Linked DNA regions of Sus scrofa: region 2 is linked to region 1. The links are chromatin contacts, called in public Hi-C maps. All regions are on one chromosome and are shown on one strand. Each heading gives the region's core, a stretch centred on a gene start, on an enhancer-like site or on the middle of the called end of the contact. The rest is flanking DNA. Distances are from core to core; before and after follow the strand shown. Region 1 holds the start of TMEM50B (transmembrane protein 50B). Region 2 holds the start of DONSON (protein downstream neighbor of Son).

Evidence for each region. A called contact is a pair of places that touch in the nucleus more often than the background predicts.
Region 2: a Hi-C map of embryonic fibroblasts shows a contact between it and region 1, with 2.3 times the contacts expected there. The contact joins the promoter of DONSON here to the promoter of TMEM50B in region 1. A contact is called at or near these places in 19 of 47 Hi-C or Micro-C datasets (alveolar macrophages, blood, embryonic fibroblasts and 9 more) and 2 of 2 datasets of contacts at active chromatin or transcription factors (alveolar macrophages and skeletal muscle).

What each region holds. Positions count from the first base shown.
Region 1 is chr13:197,088,562-197,095,231 of Sscrofa11.1, reverse strand. TMEM50B (transmembrane protein 50B) reads left to right here and starts at 1,924. Exons shown (of 7, transcript XM_021070935.1): 1 at 1,924-2,083.
Region 2 is chr13:197,201,449-197,208,454 of Sscrofa11.1, reverse strand. It overlaps DONSON (protein downstream neighbor of Son), which reads left to right and starts at 4,212. Exons shown (of 10, transcript XM_013990191.2): 1 at 4,212-5,030; 2 at 5,791-5,871. The coding sequence starts at 4,722. CRYZL1 (crystallin zeta like 1) reads left to right here. Exons shown (of 13, transcript NM_001098596.1): 11 at 1-40; 12 at 2,916-2,961; 13 at 3,513-3,982. The coding sequence ends at 3,612.

The DNA.
Region 1 (6,670 bases), core at 675-3,174:
CTGTGTCACAACAGGAACTCCCGGGAAAAGTTCTTAGAGAGGGTATTCCCTTTGTCCTCTCATCTGCTGGTTGGAATGCAGGCATAATGGCTAGAGCTCCAGCAGCTCCCTTGGACCAGGAGGTAACACTGGGTACAGAGGCTATCTTCCAAATGCATAAATAAATACATGTGTGACTCTCTTAGCTGCAACAAGGAGGCTGGATCTGTCCCTGCGAAGTGACACTGGACAGCTCCAGACTAACTTTGGACTTATACACATGAGGGAGATACCAGTGGCTTTCTGTTTAAGCCACTGTTATTTTGTAGTTGTTTCCCCCTGCTTCTTGCAGCCAACCTCATTCTAATATAACACTCAAAAAAGAAGTAATATTTTATTTATTTATTTATATTTTTCTTTTTACAGTTGCACCTGCAGCATATGGAAGTTCCAGGGCTAGGGGTCAAATTGGAGCTGCAGCTGTGGCATGGCTGGATCCCTAACCCACCACGCGAGGCCAGGGATTGAACCCACATCCTCACAGACACTATGTTGGGTTCTTAACCTGCTGAGCCACAATGGGAACTGCCCCCAAAAAGTAAGATTTTAAAAAGTCAACTTTTATAGATCAGTAATCTAACTAGTTTTAAGGTTGCAAATGTTTCAAAAGTAATTTATTTAACAAATAATTACTGAGCATCTAGATCCTAGCATATGTGTCAGGATGATGGGTAATATAACTACAAATGTATTATTTGCCAAATGACAGAATATAAAAGATAGAAAAATAACATCCATGAAAATGAGAACTGAGAGATAGTGGAAAAATAAAAAGCAGAGGTTGTTTCTCTTACATGTATAAGATTTATAGGAGTAACAGGAATATAAGAGAGTGGCATTTTGTGACAACTTGGAACACAAAACCTTTTATTTCATTATATTTCAGGGGAAAACATTTTTAGAATCCCATTGAAAATACCTGGACTTTTACACAATGTCTTTTCCCCAAATAACTAATTACACTTTATATTCTGTAGGAAATTCAGACCAGGCTTTCAAAGGCTATTGAAGTTACACTGAAAATTCAAGATGTATCCTCTTTAAAGGAGACAGTAGGAAGATACTGGACCACGAGAAAGCAAAAATCTGGTAGATAGCCAGGAAAACATAAGAACAGAATTAAGACTAGTTAGTTGTAGGGAATTCCCCGTTGTGGCTCAGCGGGTTAAGAATCCAACTAGTGTCCATGAGGACGCGGGTTTGATCCGCTCAGCGTGTTAAGGATCTGGCTTGGCTGCAAGCTGTGGGTAGGTCACAGATGCAGCTCGGATCTCGTGTTGCTGTGGCTGGGGACCAGGAACATCCATAAGCCATGGGTGCGGCCCTAGTAAGAAAATAGAAAAACCAAAAAAAAAAAAAAAAAAAAAAAAAAAGCAAAAAATAAAAGGCGTAGTTGTACTGTACCGGTAACTTCGGGTTGCTGTACTAGTTGGTAGCCTTGGACCAGAAATCTCACCTTTCTAGGCCTCCATTTCTGAGCGTTAGGGATTGGAAAAGGTCACTTCTAGAGACCCCCCGTTTCTGAGAACCTCCTGGAGTACACGCCCTACCCTGGGCTGCTCTCGGTCAAAGCCGCTTAACCCAGGGGCAAAGACAACCTCCGCTCTCTAGGTCTTGGGCTCCTCCCACACGTGTGATTTCACCGATGCTGCACTTGAAGTCCTTGAGCGGAAACGCAGCACTGATGCCGCCCAGAAAACAACAGAGGGGTCAGGTCAGCGCTGCCGCGAATCACAAGGCGCAGAGTCCAGCCAGCAGCTCCCAGGGGGCCGCAGAACGACCGCCCTCACCCCGCCCCTTGGCTGCCTCGCCCCGCCCCTAGATCCTTGCCCCGCCTCCGGCCGGCCACTTGCTGCACGCCGATTGGTTGCTTCCCTGCGCACGGCGCCGCGCCCCGCCCCACCGGCGCCCTCGCCTCACGCCCGCCGCCCGCTCCCGGCTCCCGGGGGCTGAAGTGGAGCGGAGGACGCGGGCTAGACAGCTGCACGGCAGCTTCCTCCTCTGCGCGCGCGCCTCGCGTTGGCGTGGGCGTGGGGGAAGCCGGGTGAGTGCGGGCAGTCAGTTTCGGGGCGTGCTGGGGGCTAGCGCCCACCGCCTGCTCTTGGAGAGGCGTCCTCAGCCGGCCCGGCCTGCGAGGGACGACAGCGCCCGGCCTTTCCCGTGCGCGGTGCGCGGCGTCGCGGGGCGGAGCGGGTTCGCGGAGCATACGGGCGGCCTGCGGGGCGGGGGCCTCCGCCGCTCCCTGCTCACCAGCCCATGTCTTCTTGGGCGCCCGGGGAGCGCGTTCGGCCGGGGCAGGCAGCTACGCCGCGTTATCTCGCCGTCGACTTGCTTCCCTGGAGGATCTGCACAGGTTTCCATCCCGAACCTGTCAGCTTCACCGCGGTGCCCGGCGCAGGGGAGAGACGTGCGGCCCGCACTCGGCGTCTGGGGGCCTTTCGAGGACTTGCTCACCCCTCCCGTTTGGTCTCAGCCTCTGCTGGCGATGTTGTTAAGTGTTTGGTGGACTTTTCCGACTCGCTCCTTAGGAGAGTAGGGACAGAGGTGGAAAGAGGGAATAGAGGAGGGTCAACATTCTTTCCAGGATTAATCATAAAGTGTTGAGTGTCCTTTTAGATGAGGAGCGTAGCCCAGGTAGCAATGGTAGTTGTGCTGGGGAAGACGCTTGGTTTTTAACCAATAAATTGGCTTCCGAGTTCATCACTGGAAGGTGCTTAATCGGAAAGGTAAATATATAACCTTTTAAAGCCAAAGCAGTAATGAGATTGTCCTCGCTCGCTCCCTGCTGCTAGCGCTGTGCATGCGTGTGTGTGTGTGTGTGTGTGTGTGTGTGTGTGTTGGGGAGAGTCAAGCTCCGATTGGAGTGAATGTGTAACCAGCGTTATACCTCTCAAAGACATTAATTTCTCTTTTCGGAGTGTCCCACCTCTTCGCGCCAACTCTTCACCGACTTGCACTTTATATAAATCCCCTTTCTTAACATTTCCCAAGCCTCCTACTCCCAGGCTTGTCACGCTTCTTTTACATCATCTTCGGTCAGGGTCAGTTGTCTTCTCTTCTGTCATACTGTTCAGACGTAGAACAGACGTTAGGCATTTTTTACCGGTAATAGTGTGGCAGGCCTCCTCGTTCTTAAAATGAAAACAAGACGTTCTCTTGAATAATGATGCGGCAGGAAAAAGCTGGTGTAATGAGAGCCGGGGAAGGATGTCGTGTTTCTCTTCCGGAGACACGCCCTCCCCACCCCCCATCCTTCTCTGCCCGCTAGGATCACAGCAGCCTTAACTGGCTGATTATTTCCGAATTCATTTTCTGGAGTCTAAGGTAAAGAATTTATCTTATTATTTTATCCTTATCGGCTCCTTTTAAGTGATTACAATATATTCAGGTTGTAAACATTTTAAAAATATTACAGAGGAACATCAAGTAAAAAATTCAGAGTGCGCAGAAGAGTATCAAGAAAAAAGTTAGACTTCCTTGATTTTGGACGTTGCATACTTTACATCCTCAATTCCAGTCCCTAGGAGGGGATTGTGCCATAATACTGTTGGGCAACTACTTTAATATAAAGATACATTAGCTTAAAAAAAAATTAAAGATACATTAACTTAGTACATGCTGACCTATCTCATTTTTGGATGTACTGTTTGGATGTACTCTTTAATTTTTTTTTTTTTTTTGGCCATGCCTGCCGCAGGTGGAAGTTACCAGGCCAGGGTTGGAACCTGCACCACAGCTGTGATCTGAGCCACAGCAGTGACAGCCATGGATCCTTAACCTGCTGTGCCACCAGGGAACTCTGGAAATACTCAAATTTTCTCGATCCCTTAATGATGATCATTTTGGTTGTTTCTGGGTTTTCACCATTATGGATGAAAATCCTTTTGGCATTGTAGGATAAGTTTCAGGTAGGTGGTTTAAACAGATAATTGTATTTTAAAGTATAATTTTAGTGCTCTTTTCACTTCTTATAACTGATAGGATTTTATAATTTAATGCCTTATTATTTTGTTCCTTTTTGGCTGCACCTGTGGCATGCAGAAGTTCCCTGGCCAAGGACTGAACCCCAGCCACAGTAGTGACAAAATCGGAAAGGATTTTATCATTTAAAGGCAGTAGCTAATTTGTTTGATTCATATGCATTTTTAGAATCTGTTTGTCTCTTTGCATTTAGAGACTGGATCACAAAATATTTGAGGACCAGGTTAAATAATGGTGGATTTATTCACCTTGTTAGCACTTAGTGGTGTTGACTTTAAGGCTGTATTGACTCATTCGACTGGCCTGGCAGGAATGGGTAGAGAGGGCCTTCAGGAAGAGAAAATATGAAGAGGCATATGTTGTGTAATACCTTCCTGTGGTAACCCCCTTGGATATTCAGCAGTAGCATAAATTCTTGTTCTCTTTTCCAGTAAGTTTCTGTTGTTACAAATGTATCTCAGGTACCCAAAAAACCCGTGAGCAGAACATATATAAATATATACTTTAAGCAATACTCTTGCAGGGATCAGTATTTTATCCATAAGCAAATGAAATCAAATGTTAACATCTTTCTCCTAGAGGTAGCCTGTATCCTGATTTTTTTGCTTTTTAAAAGAAACTTTACAGGAATTCCCTTCGTGGTTTAGTGGTTAACAAACCCGACTAGTATCCATGAGGACATGGGTTCCATCCCTGGGCTTGCTCAGTGGGTTGGGGATCCAGTGTTTCCCTAAGCTGTGGTGTAAGTCTCAGACGAGGCTCGGATCCTGCATTACTGTGGCTGTGGCATAGGCCAGCAGCTATAGCGCCGATTTGACCCCCTAGCCTGGGAACCTCTATGTGCTGTAGGTACGGCCCTAAAATAAAATAAGCTTTCCACCCAAGTACATAAATATACACATATACATATATTTGCATGTAATATTTATATATATCTTAAACAGTATATTTGGTTTTGAGTGAATAGAGTTAAAAATAGAATTCTCATACAAATACTAAGCATATTTCAGAGTTTTATTTTACCGTTATTGAGAGTGCCACAAATAACTGGTTTTTTTGTTTGTTTGTTTGTTTGTTTTTTGATTTACGAAATAGATGTTTATGGAGTTCAGTTGTGGTTCAGCAAGTTCCAAACCCAGCTAGTATCCATGAGGATGTGGGTTCAATCCCTGGCCTCCCTCAGTGGGTTAAGGATCTGGCATTCCTATGAGCTGTGGTCTAGGTTGCAGATGTGGCTATGGTGTGGTGTAGGCTGGCAGCTGCAGCTCTGGTTTGACCCCTAGTCTGGGAATTTCCATATGCCACAGATGTGGCCCTAAAAAGTGGGGAAAAAAGGAAAGAAATAGATATTTCTATATTCCATGGGGAAAGGAATATCTCAACAAAATTGCTGAGTTAGATGTAATTGCTTAATGTTCCAGAGGGCAACAGAATCATACCTTTGGGATTAATCTTTGCTACCAGGTGATAAAATCATAGCACCTCATTAATTTCTGCAGTTAAACTCAAAACCTTATAGGAATATAAACATGTCTTTATTAACAGTGGATTTTTCACTAAATAAATGGTGATAACAAAGTTATTTCCCCTGGATGAGGTCCAAACAGACTTATTAGAAAATGCTAGAGCTTCCTCAGTTTAAGACTAAAGTTTTGTTTCATAACTGTAAGGATAAACTTGACTGTGTGAGGCAAGGACAGTATTGTCACTGTCAGATGAAAGCTTCCAGGAAAAGGACAAATGGCTCCAGCTTCTCTAACTGTTTCTCTGGCAGGGACCCTTTCAGAGCAGATCAGTGGGCAGTGTTATGAGTGAGTCTTGGGAACTGTGGACCAGATACTAGAAGGACAGCAGAAAATCAGAGGAGTAACTAGACTGCTCCGATTTTGTGTTTTCTTGGCTGCTCACCATAGCCTGCCTGCAATTATCTGGGCAGGCAGATAGTGCAATTATCTGCACTTCTCGGAGGGAAGTGAATGCCCTTTGCTGATACAGGCTCTGCGGCTTGGAAGGAGAGCAGGAACTGTATTGCATATAATGAAGATCAAGCCAAGCCCAGCCCAGCTGAGGACAGATTGGAATCTGGGCCAAGTTCATGGGCGTTCAGTCCTCAGGTTAGAAAGCTGGCGTGGCAGCTGGGACAGGTTCCAGGTGTGCACCCGCCCGAGGGTGTGCCTTGGCTGGGGCACAGCCGGGGTCTCTTTAGCTGTCCTCTGTGGGAATGTTTTCCTGTATTCTTTTGTTAGTGTACTCTCCCTGGTGGCACTCAAACTCTAGTAGCTCTTTGACGAGACGAGTTACTTTTTTCCGAGACCTTGCCTGTCTGAATATGTTTTGATTCTATCCTCATCCTTGACTGATATTTTGGCTGGTAATAGAATTTTAGTTGGAGATAATTTTTTTCAGCCTTTTGAAGTTATTGCTCTGTTGTCACCTTGCTTTTTATATTGCTGCTGAGAATTCCAAACTATGATGATTTCCTGAGCCTTTGTACGTGACCTACTTTTAAAAATTTTCCACGGACTTATAGATGCTATGCTTTGACTCCAGTGGTTTGAGATTTTAAATGATCTGTCTTAGTGTAGGTCTATTTTCATCTGTTAGGTTGAGTATTTGATAGGCCCTCTAAATCTGGGAATGCAGTACTTTC
Region 2 (7,006 bases), core at 2,963-5,462, 110 kb before region 1:
GTTTGGAATTTGTCAAATGTACAACAGGGAAAGTATCTTTATATCCTTTTTTTCTACTGACTTGAGTTTCTGGCTTGGAATTGACCTTGTACTCTCATCATTAAGTTCTTTAGTAATGATCATGATAATAATGATAGCAGCTAACTTTCACTGACTATGCCAGTGTTCCAAGAGCTTTATAGGTATGACTTTATTTAAATATTAAAACAGCCCTGTGAGGTTCAAGTCCTGTTATTACCCCTGTGTCACAGGTGAAGAAATGAAAGGTTAATACGTGCCCAAGAATGCAGCTAGCAAGGGACAGGTCAGGAATCATACCCAGGCAGTTCTCACTCATTTCTGAACGAGAGATAAACTGTTGGATACAAGAAAGATGTTGCTTCATTTTTAGCCTGGCCTTGTGAACATTATAAGCCACCTTGAGAGCCTGCATCCTTAATTCTGTTTTGGCACATTGTGCAGAATATTTCAGAATACTTATCTAAATTAAAGAGTTTATGGGGTGTTTTTAAAAATGTCATTGAGGAGTTCCCATCGTGGCTCAGTGGTTAACAAATCTGACTAGCATCCATGAGGACGCAGGTTCCATCCCTGGCCTCGCTCAGTGGGTTGAGGATCCAGCTTTGCCATGAGCTGTGGTGTAGGTCACAGACATGGCTCGGATCTGGCGTTGCTATAGCTGTGGTGTAGGCCAGCAGCTGTAGCTTAGACTCGACCCCTAGCCTGGGAACTTCATATGCCGTGGGTGCAGCCCCCCCCAAAAAAAAAAAAAAAAAAAGAATAAAACTTCTATTTCTAAGACGCCTGTTTTAAAGGCAGCCGCACTTGGTAAAATTTTTAATATATTGGAGAAAAAATAAGTTCTCGTTACTTAATAGGGTATACTTGCACATGAAGAAAGAGACTTGTATAACCTTATGTTTGTCTCCACTGAATATCATTCTTTATTTTTATTAAATGTGTGTTGTTATATATGTGTGCTATGTATAAAGGCCTGCCCCCTCTAGGAGCAATGGCAGACTTAATTCAGAGCTTTCAAATAATAGGTTTTAATTAGCATATTTGCATATGTTGAGCTTTAAAGAATACATTTCAAAAACCAGAACATGTGGTAAATGTATGTGTTTAAAGTATTTCTGATTAATATTTTCCTATTAAATTTGGAAAATAAACTTAATTTTTAATGAAAGAATTATTTAAACTTCAGCTTTAAATAATGACTTATCCAGTAGCATTGTCATTATCAAGAATACCAGGAGAGGAATTGCCGTTGTTGCTCCGTGGTTAACGAACCCAACTAGCATCCATGAGGACTGAGGACTCAGATTCGATTCCTGGCTTTGATCAGTGGGTTGAGGATCTGCTGTTGCCATGAGCTGTGGTGTAGGTCGAAGATGCGGCTCGGATCTCTCATTGCTGTGGCTGTGGTGTAGGCCGGCAGTTGCAGCTCCAATTCAACCCCTAGCCTGGGAACTTCCATATACCATGGGTGTGGCCCTAAAAAGACAAAATAAGTAAATAAATAAATAAAAGCAGAGAGCGCTGATGGTAGAGAATACCATGTGTTAGAAGTAACATTAGTTAGTGTGTTTTGCATCTTACCTGTCAGGCTGGCTGCTTTGCCTGCAGTGCTTAATTCTCTTAACTGTTCTCCCTTCCCTCCACCATGAGAAGATTTTAACCTTTAACATATTCGTTGAAATATGACATGTTTATATAAAATGCTAAATTTTCCAAAATCAGAAGTATGTGTTTTGCATAGATACATGACACACACTCTTGGCAATTTCATTAACAGAAGTAGAGAGAATTTGCAATACATGAATAGTGAATAAATATTCTTTAGGTCCTCTTAGAAATATCTTCAGGAGTTCCCTGGTGGCCTAGCAGTTACATATCCAGCACTGTCACTGCTGTGGCTTAGTTTACTGTTGTGGTAAGGGTTTGATCCCTGGCTGGGGAACTTCCCCATGTTGCAGGCGAGGCCAAAAAAGAAAATCTTAAAAATAGCTTATGTTCATGTTTTCTAATTTGTATTTTCTAATGTCCTGAATTCTAAAGTCCTAAATGAGACTTGAGTCCTCGGTTGTGCAAACCCCCCTCAGTGTCATCACACATGAGCCAGTTGCTACTTGAGATTTAACATAGTGCGGGATTCCAAATGTGTGATTATACACCATAAAATAACTCCTGTGCTATCAGTTTATAGAGACTCTCAGTCCTAATATTAGAATTTTAATTAAATGACTAGAGGTTTTAAGTTTACACTCCTTTAGTTCTCTTCGTAGCATATGTTACACCCACCTACAGATTATTAACTTTCCTGCATATATATTATCATCTGGCTTAATAATAAATGTGCACCCAAAGTAAGAGAGGCAAGTGCTAAAATTGTTTTTAACTAAAAATACCATTCGAAGTGCTAAAATGAACCCCTGACCCAGTTCTGTTAGTATCCATTTGGGATAACACTAGTCATTACTTAGGATGGGCATTAGGCTTGCTTCTCTCATCACGTGGCCCTAGAAGTATGGGCTCTATTTATTATGTCACCACCTTGCTCAAATCAGTTCCCCCATTTTCCTGTTTTAGAGGTAAATTTGACAGCTTACAGCATTTCTGTTCAACAACAACAGGAGTTCCCCTTGTGGCGAAACGTCTTGAGAGTGCTGGGATGCAGGTTCGATCCCCAGCCCGGCACAGTGGGTTAAGGATCTGGCATTGCTGCAGCTGTGGCTTAGGTCGCAAGTGCGGTTCCAATCTGATTCCTGGCTCTGGAACTCCATTTGCCACAGGCGGCCAAAAAAAGGAAAAAGAACAACATAGGTGACCTACCTAATACCCTCTGCTTATCAAATGGTTTTGATTTACTCCTCTCTTCTTTGCGTTGCCACCTTAACAGTCTTTCCAGCTACGTATCTTAAAAGATGTGATGGAGAAGTTATCAACTGGTGTTTTTAGGTATGCTAAATGACCAGCTTCATTGTTCTAGTTAATTTTTTTATCCTCGGCAGTTAAAATGGGCATTCCCATTTTTGTTTCAGCTTTCTTAGTATACCTGTCACCTCCATATTTTGCTATTTTGTTTAGATAAATAGCTGCTCTTTAATATTTCTCAAAGCATATCTTATGATACACCAGTAAGTATTCCCTAAGATACAAGTGGTTTGTGAGTTTTCCTTCCTCCCTTCCATACTGTACCTCACCCCTTACTCGCCTTCATCACCTCTCCCAAAGCAACTTGAAATAACCCACAACTTGGCAGGAGGGAAAAGTACTGTTTTGTTATTTGTTTCTTAGTTGGATCTGTTTATCAAAAAAGAGGGAGTGGATTAAATAGCTATTTTCCCCCTTCAAAATTTAACCACTTAAAAATTTAACAATGGAAATATTAATAGACAAGTTTATTTAAAGTAATAGAGTGGAACTATAGCAGTTGTCAACTACCATTCTATGTACTCTACTCATCCTTAACTAGACCTGACATTTCTAATAATTTCATTCTTCCTCAGACCTCAATTGGATGAACCTATTCCACTATACGAGGCAAAAGTTACCATGGAAGTTGTTCAGAAAAATCAACGAAGAAAGAAGCAAGTTGTTCAATTTTAATTTTGTTCTTTCTCAGACCTCAGTTGGATGAGCCTATTCCAGTATTTGAAGCCTGAGTTGCCTTGGAAATTGGGAAAAGTTAAGGAAGATAAAAGCAAGTTTTTACATTTTTTAAGCATATTTCCTGCTGAGACAAGATGCTCAGGGTTATTTGAAGTATTTGAGAAGTACTTGAAAAAATACTCAAGACAATTCTAAAATTAGCATCTAAAGGGAATATTCTAAAAGGCTTTTTAGTTATTGTTTCTATATATTTGCCTCTTCTAAAATTCTTTCCATGATGAAAACTGCTTTAAGCAGAAGCCATGCTACTATCTATAAAGCTGTTGGAATCTCCTGCTGTATCAAAATAACATTACTTTTGTATTACACTCTCTTCTCAATACCTTCCTTCTTTAACAAGCCTTTGCTGTCCTAACCTAATCATTTGAATATATCTTCAAGCCTGAAAGGATCTAGCCCATAGCAACTTAATTTTTTTTTTCAAATATTCATTCACTCCAGGGTTTCCTCAGGATCCATCAGGACCATCACAATAACTCGCCTGCGGCTACTGCAGTGTTTGCGTGGAAGGCTGCAGTGGCGATGCTTGGGAAGGGGGCCGGGAGGCTACGCTTGCACAGCCAGCGTGCTGATTTCCTATCCGGGTTCTCCGTTTTGGGGGGTTGGGGGAGGAGGCCCAGGCCACTCTTTCCAGCTCTGGACCTGAACACTGCACTTCCGAAAGCTTATCGAGGCGAGCTCAAGTGTGACGTTTCCTTTTCATCCTGGCGCCCTGCCCGGGGCTCATCACACCCTGCTTCGGATTTAAATAGTGCTCGGCTATTCCGGTGCCTTGGACCGCGCGCTTCCCAGCCACTTAGCACCCGGCGACCCGACTGCATCCTCGGAGCAGGAAGGAGCGCCAAGGCGGCGTCCCGGGAAGCGCTGGGCACTGGAGCACCCGAAGCCCCGGAGGCGCAAGCCGGGGGCGGGGCCTCGTGAGCGCCTGACGGCGCACGCGCCGCGAGGAGCCTCGGGGGCGGGGCCGCGTAGTGGGGCGGGGCTGGCGCGCGCGGGAAGCGCCTACCGGGCTGCGGGTTCCCCTTCCTCGGCCTTCGCCGCGCGTCATGGCTCTGTCAGTTCCCGGCTACTCGCCCAGTTTCAAAAGGCCGCCCGAGACCTTGCGGCTCCGACGGAAAAGGGGCCGGAGCCTTGGAGCTGCTCCCCCGCCCAAGGAGCGGCCTGAGCAGACGACCCGCCGCGCGGCCCTGGCGGCCGGGCTGCCTCTCCGCCCCTTCCCGGCGGCGGCGAGCAGAGGCGGCGGCGCCCCGGCCGCGGCCCGAAGAAACCCCTTCGCTCGACTGGACAACCGGCCGCGGGCCGCCTCCGAGCCTCCCGACGGGCCGCCCCGCAGCCAGCAGGAGGCACCGGGCCCGGTGAGTGTCTTCGTGCCTGGGGGCCGAGGGGCTCTTGTACTTTGTGGGTCGACTCGGCTGTGAGGTAGGGGTGGCGAGTTCTCGCGTTCCAGGAGGGAAATGGGCGCCAAGTGCCAGCCGCCCGCCGCCCAGGGAGCCCTAAACTTGGGAGGCGGCTGCTCTGCCAGGTCCGGGGGGCGTGAAGTGCGCTCCGCCAGCCGCCGCGGGACGTGCGGCGCCCGCGGGTCCTGAGGAGAGGACCCCATTCCCTCGGTCCAGTCCGGAGCCCGGCCCGGGGAGTTTGGGCTGCAACCGTCCCGTCGGGGGTTAGAGACCGGGGGAGAGAGCGCGGAACAATCCTAGAACAACTCCGGGAGGGCCGCTGTGTGCTGGGAAGGTTACGAGACGCTCTTCCCAGCGTGATTCTGGGCTTCCCTTTTCACGTGCTCAAAATGATCCTGCAGTTGAAGGAATACTGAGGATTCATGGAGTCAGAATTTACTGGTATTTGTCTTAGCCCAAAACCTTTTGGATCTTTTGAATTGAGATGATTGATTATTGCGTTATGAGTTGTGCAAATTACCTGCCTTTCCCCCGCTTCCGTCTTGAGAGTAAAGTTCAGACACAAATTTGAAGTGAAATACTGATACACTGATTTGGGTGCATGTGAATTCCTGCCCTCGGATTTATTGAGAAACTTGAAGGCCAGGTGAGGCTCTACGTGTTTAAAGCAAACTACAGCGTCATTTATGATTGAAAAGGACCATCTTTTTAATTTCAGCGTTTAGATTCTAATCAAGAAAATGATTTGCTATGGGAAGAAAAGTTTTCTGAAAGACGAGCCATTAGTGAATTTCTCCAGGTAATACTTTTTAAATGTCCTCAGAGTGTATATTCTTATAATATCAATCCATACTTCTCAGAAGCATTTTACTTGAAAAATGGCTGCACAGAGAGTGATCATCTCCACCAGGACTGAAATGATGGTAAAGGACTCAAGGCTTTGTGTGTGGTAGTTTTCTTTATAACAGCGCCAGTGCTAAACTAGGCATAAATGTGCGTTTTCCTTTCACCCCTGTAGTTTTCTAACTCTTCTGTAGGTAGTTAAGAAGTCTAGCTCATCACTCAGAGCTAACCTCTCCAGGCTTCGCTGCTTTTTTAACTTTTAATCCTTCACTGAATCTTCAGACCAAATCCCCAGATTAGCAACACAGTTGTGGCATATCACTGAACCTCGATACCACCACCACGCACACAAAACACTCTTTGCTTGCTTTCTTTTTTTTTTTTCTTTTTTTTTTCCTAATTTAGGACCACACCGGTGGCACATGGAGGTTCCCAGGTTAGGGGTGGAATTGGAGCTGCAGCTGCTGGCCTATACCACAGCCCCAGCCAGCCGGGTCCAAACTTCATCTTCCACCTACACCACAGCCCATGGCAATGCTGGATCCTTAACCCCCTTGAGCTGGGCCAGGGATCAAACAGGCATCCTCATGGATCATAGTTGGATTCGTTAATGGCTGAGCCACAAAGGGAACTCCCAAAACACTCTTCTTGATTCCGTTCCTCAGCTACTTTCGTGATACTTTAACAAATACATAGTTTGTCCTAATGGGAGCAGACAAGAAGAGTTCCCCAAGACCCAGTCTCCTTTCCTTGCAAATAAATGGTCTTCACAGGGTCTCTTGGAAATTGCCTCCTCTTCCTTATTATTTTTTTTAATAATGTCATCTAAGAGAATCACTGTAATGTGGAGAATACTGATTTGACAGCAAAACAGTTGGGGAGGAATATTTGAGGTTGGGAAATGTATCTTAAATATGGCCTCCTGGAACCCAACCTAAGTTACCTGCAAGAGCAGCTTTGCCCTGGTTCCAGAGTTTTAGAAGCTTAAAGGATGCTTTTTAAAAAATACTTGGAGGAGTTCCCGATGTGGTGCATTGGGTTAAGAATCCAACTACAGCGGCTCGAGCAGCTGCAGAGGCGCAGGTTTGATC